Regions from separate parts of the Mus musculus genome. Here region 2 is linked to region 1. A link is a contact called in public promoter capture Hi-C data. All regions are on one chromosome and are shown on one strand. The core of a region is the stretch at or near the end of the contact, and the rest is flanking DNA. Distances in the headings are between cores, read along the strand shown. Region 1 overlaps Stat4 (signal transducer and activator of transcription 4). Region 2 overlaps Stat1 (signal transducer and activator of transcription 1).

Region 1 (2,700 bases), core at 182-2,681:
TAAAATAAAATAAAAGAAGTTACATAGGTAGCTGTACTTGTTAGGATCGGATGTCTTTCATGGAGTTTACAGAGTTAATATTTAACTAAGAAAACTCTCCCAAAATGTGGGTAGAGCTATTCCTTGGTCTGGGATCCCAGACTGAACAGAAAGACCAAATCAAAGCTGAGTGCTCACATTGGTTTCTCTCTGCTTCTCAATGTTGCATCTGATGTGACCAGGTGCTTCATGCTCTTGCTGTCACGATTTCCCCACTGTGATGGACTGTATGCTCCAAATGTAAGCCACAATAAATCCTTCCTTAAGTTGTTTTCCTCAGATATTTTGCTCTGCACCAACAAGAAAAGTAGCCAACAGTATGTTGGTACTTAAAGAATGAGGCCTCTATAAATGCTCTTAATGTCACGAAACTGCCTGTTTCTTGTCATCTAACCTGGATATCTGCCTTAGTGGATAGACATGGGAGGCAAACTATGCATTGTTTGTGAAACAATCTGCCTGCCTTTTGTAACTTGCTCTCTACTGTCAGGATGGACCTTGGAATTCTGTGTCCCACTGGCTTTCTGTAGCTCAGCACGTTGTCACTCTCCTTGCTGTTTGCTTTAGGTTCTTGCATTCCTTGTCTGGAGATATAGGTGATGAGAGAGATTTCCATGGCAACAACGTGACTTTAGCATATCAGGCATAGATGGGGGTTTTTTTTGGGGGAAGACCTATTTGGTCATTATTATAAGTCAGCAAGAAAAAAATGGGGACGCGTCACTCGGGATGTAGACTGTGTGCTGGAATTGTGAGGTAATTTGGTAAAAGGACTGACATTTAATGGATGAATAGATGCAAAATGTGAGAGAATTAAAAATGAGACAATTGTATCACTTAATTTGGGTTATTTCACATATAATAATACATCTTAATTAGTTTGGGGAAGGGAGGAGAGATAATATGAGTTTGATACGAAAACTAGCATAAAGGACTTGGAACTACATTGTCTACGTTGTCTATATATACTTAATGCCACAAGACCAAGCTGCCAGCATACACTGTTCTTCATATTACCAGCTCTTAGCACACAGCTTAGTGTGTAGTAAGAGGCTCTGTGTCTTGTGTAATAATGAGAAATAGAGCTGACATTGAAATATGATCATTGCCTTATTCCAATAAATATCCTTTGACTAGCAGAGCAAATGTCACATCAGTGTAAATACAGTTCAGAGTCCACAAAAGCAATTCAGATTGTACACTTTGACTTCCTGATGTCATCAGTTTCTGAGGATGGGGGAACTAGTTTTACAAAGTATTGTTTACGACAAATGGTGTGAGAGAGAAGGTTTGATGTGGTAGCCAAAAGCAGAAGTTGGGGAAACCTTTCAGAGGAAGAAGGCTAAGAGAAAAAACCAATAACTGAAGACAACAAAATACTGAAGTGTAAGGCAGCCACACACTAACACCCTAGAACTTCACAGGAGAGGCACTAGTGGTCTTTTGGAACCAATGCCCACTCTCCAGGAGCTGAGTCAAGAGCAGTGACTCTTCATAATAAAGGACCACAGGCTTTGAAGTTCTTCACTTGCCAGAACAATAAAGCAACCAACAGATGGAGAATCACTTCGAAACTGGACATGAGACATTTACCTTCTTCCCTTCTCCACTTTGCTATCATGAAACTGGTGTATACTCAGCCAAAAGAAATGTTAATGCAATGCTCTTAGGGCCGAGTACATCACTTAAAAAGCTTTTTACTAGTGTATGATATGCATATAGTAGAGTCCTCGGATCCTGCTGCACAGCTCAGTGTGAGCACCAGGAATGTTTCCCTTTGTCACCTCCGCTATAAATTACACTATTTTCTCCACATAGTGCATGGAGGAACTTATTAATGAAGGGAAGAATGTTTTACCTTTTATAATTTTTCTTCATGTTTTGTATGTCCTATATTTTAGAGGCTATTACTTTCTCATATCTATAATGCCTTTATTTTTATAATATTTTTATTAAGAATTTAAAAATGCATATAATTTTTTTGGTCAGATCTACCCCTATAGCCCTTCCTTGAACCCTCCCTTATTCTCCCCCAACCCCAGCTTCTTTTAAAGCCCACAGATCCCACTTGGTGCTATTGTACATGAGTAGCTGTAGGGTCACCCAGTGACCATTGAAACCTCCCAGGGGTCACATCTCTGAATAAAACACTCTTCCTGCCTACAGTCATCAATTGTCAGTTGCCCCTATGCTTGGGGTGGGACTTTGTGAGCCAGTCCCCTGTACATACTGGGACTTGGGCTAGCTTGATCATGTGCAGGTCTTGTGTATGCAGACCCAGGCCCAGTGAGTTCATGTGCGCAAGGGTTCAGTCACCTTTAGCTGTAGATGTTTGTAACTCTTTTGAGCTCTACTGAGAATCTAAATGAACATACATCCTAATCCCAGAATTACTGATGAGTTAATAGCACATACTTGGTAAAGTATCTTACACAAAGACTTTGACAGGCATGTGAGTGTTATTGGTTTTAAGTCTTTTCTATCAGAAGTATCCAATTCACAGATGTTATTAAAAATTCTGAGTGAGAATCTAGAGCCATGGTGGGGCATTTTTGAGTTCCTTTATATCTCTTTTTACAATGCAGTTTAATATATACCAACTGAGTCTTGAACAACCAGTTTTTAATTTTTTAAAAGATGTATCTGTTTTTATTTTATCTG
Region 2 (2,700 bases), core at 141-2,640, 130 kb after region 1:
TCTCAGTGGCTAATGTCAGAAGGCTTATTCATCTTCTACAATGAAAAGTCAAAGCCTCCCTTATCACCGACAACCTGCCAATGAACCGGATATCTGAAGCATGTCTTTAAAATTCCATCAATACCGTTGTCCAGGTTTGCGGTCTGTGTAGCAGGGTGATGCAGACGGTAGTCGAAGTGGGTCTTTCTTAACTGAATGTCCCTGGAAGGGTCTTCACTCACTTGTGCACATTAACAAGGGTCTCAGACCTTGTTCTGTATTCCACATTTGGTGAGATACAAGGATTTTTTTTTCCCTGCTTGTTGTAGCGTATCAGTGGTTTCCCTTAAACAAAGTAGTGGACTTAACACAGCTCAGACCACATGCTGCATTAATTCATATGGCTAATTATATTTATGGCTTGTATCAGTTTGAACAACTGTCCAATTTGTGAGAAGGCTGAGGGATATATCTAAGTACAGTGAGCTTATAAAATCCACCGGAGATCTCGGCCTTATTTGGAACTGCACATTTGTTCTGCAGGGCTTTTGGTGGGGAGGGACTTCATGTAGGCAGAGGAACAGCGGGAAGTGGTGCTGGGTAGAGACAAGGGTGGCTTCTCCACAGAGCCTTCAGGGAGACAGGGGTCATGCCAAAGTCAGATCAGCCTGGAAGGGCGTGTCCTGGGGTGGGGTTTATAGAGCTCTGCCTGCTCTCTGGGAAAGGAGCTAAGAGGCACCAGATGGCTGGCTTGATGTCAGCTTCCTCTGCGCTTTCATAATCCGATCTCAGTAATCCTCCATGCATTCCTTCATGCTGTTGGAATCAAACCAACAGACAGCAGCATGGTGGTGCGCATCTGTCATCTCAGGCTGGCGGAGTCGGAGGCAAGGATGGGAAGCAAGGAGTTTGAGGCCTGACTGAGCTACACGGGGAGACCCTGCCTATAAATAAAGGGGGTGAAACAAAGCCACCATTCGTAGGTTTTAAACTGCTTGTTGGTCCTTTCAGCCTGTGTAACTAGAGGCCCATTTCAAGTTAATATACGAGAGAATATCACCTCTGCTGTAGTCACCCTTTGCAATAGATACAAGAGCTCTCAGTCCAACTAGAGCAGCAGATCAATTTCTGTTTGGTAAAAAGGCGATTTTTGTTTGTTTGTTCGTTTTTGTGTTTGTTTCTAGGCCCTAATGCTGGCCCTGATGGTCTTATTCCATGGACAAGGTTTTGTAAGGTGGGTCCTCCCTGGGTTGTTTGCTTACTCTGGCATGTTCATGTGTCCCCCTCACACCCACTAGGACAAGTTGTTTACCTTCCTACAGGGCAGGAGGTTGGTCTGCAAGCAGAGACCGACCGAGACCAGCCGGCAGGAAGCACCTGCCTGAGTGATAACACTCTCCCACATCCCTCGCCCCAGCCTCTTAATCAGCAGGGCTCTGGCTAAGGCCGTGGGAACCGTGCACGGAGCAGTTGTGCAGAGCTACCCCAGCTCGAGGGCACCTGCACAGGGTGGTGAGACCCTGCACGGTTCGCCAGCAGGAGCTGAGCTGCTCATGCTGGCTTCTGCTACAGTGAGCACACTCTTGTTTTCCAGTCATCTGGGAAGTCACCTTTGCCGGGTGCTGCTCTTGGGAAAGGGAGCCAAGGAGGGAGAAGCTCTAGCAAGTCAGAAAGAGGCAGGGGGAGCCAGCCAGGCATTTCCACTCAGGAACGACTGCCCCTCTTGCTTGATCTGGGGTCTCTTTGGAGGGGCAGGGCAAAGCAGTGCTTTGGTTAACCAATTGTGCATTTGTATACTTGCAGGAAAATATTAATGATAAAAATTTCTCCTTCTGGCCTTGGATTGACACCATCCTAGAGCTCATTAAGAAGCACCTGCTGTGCCTCTGGAATGATGGGTAAGCGTCCCTGAGCGCTCCGAAGGCTGGGACAGAGTGCCGGCCGGCCTTCAGGATTTGGCAGGGGTTTTGCTCAGAGATGCACACTTACCTGGTATAAGGCTCCTTGAAAGGACACCCTCAGGAGATTAAGCATGTCTTAGGATATCTATATTTAGATCTATCTATTTAAAAGCTAAATTAAAAACAAAAACCTCTTAGTGTCATTAATGTATTTATTCATTCTCACAAACATTGTCAGTATTTACTGTACTGCCCTAATAAAGAATCAGAAACCACCAGATGGGGCAGTGCAGATCTTTAACTTCAGCTGAGGCTGAGGCTGAGGCAGGCTGATCTCTGCTCGTAGCACAGCAAGCTCCAGGCAGCCACGGCTGACAGTGAGACTCAGTCTTTTTTGTTAAAAGGAAGGAAGGAAGGAGAGAAGGAGAGGGAAGGGAAGAGAAGGGAAGAAGGAAGGAGACAGAAGGAAAGAGAGAAAGAGAAAAGTGTTTAGCTCATTCAGTCCAGGGATCAACTGATATCTCCGGGGTTCCTGTCAGTTGACCAGCAGTGATGGTGTCTGAAGCGCTGTTACCTGAGGCTGCGTCCCCAGTACAAGATGCATAGGCAGACACTGTCATGCGTGGTGTTTAAAGTCAGCAAGTAACAGCAGACGACGACGCATTGCCTGTTTACCAAGCCACACCCCAGTCGGTGTTCATCCTGATTCCTACTTAGCACATGTATCTATAAGTGAGATGCTCCCTTTAAGTGCCAGTTAAGCATTTTGAAAGCATACATTTTCATAGTATGTTCTCTTGTCAGGCGGCAGCAGGTTTCT

What was found. Capture Hi-C pulls out chosen DNA fragments and counts their contacts.
Region 2: a promoter capture Hi-C map of adipose tissue shows a contact between it and region 1. The contact joins two enhancer-like sites. A contact is called at or near these places in 1 of 115 datasets of contacts at active chromatin or transcription factors (CD8 T cells) and 2 of 9 other capture datasets (adipose tissue and liver).

The regions. Positions count from the first base shown.
Region 1 is chr1:52,021,045-52,023,744 of GRCm38.p6, forward strand. The region is part of intron 3 of Stat4 (signal transducer and activator of transcription 4); the gene reads left to right. Among named protein-coding and RNA genes, the nearest start is that of Stat4, 14 kb to the left of the region's middle. Within about 2 kb of position 1,432, at least 82 of the 459 cell types and tissues checked have an H3K27ac peak or open chromatin away from gene starts, as enhancers often do. A contact at or near this core is called in CD8 T cells and adipose tissue, where this site is marked.
Region 2 is chr1:52,149,456-52,152,155 of GRCm38.p6, forward strand. Stat1 (signal transducer and activator of transcription 1) reads left to right here. Exons shown (of 25, transcript NM_009283.4): 19 at 1,164-1,213; 20 at 1,783-1,877. Among named protein-coding and RNA genes, the nearest start is that of Stat1, 31 kb to the left of the region's middle. Within about 2 kb of position 1,391, at least 100 of the 459 cell types and tissues checked have an H3K27ac peak or open chromatin away from gene starts, as enhancers often do. A contact at or near this core is called in CD8 T cells and adipose tissue, where this site is marked.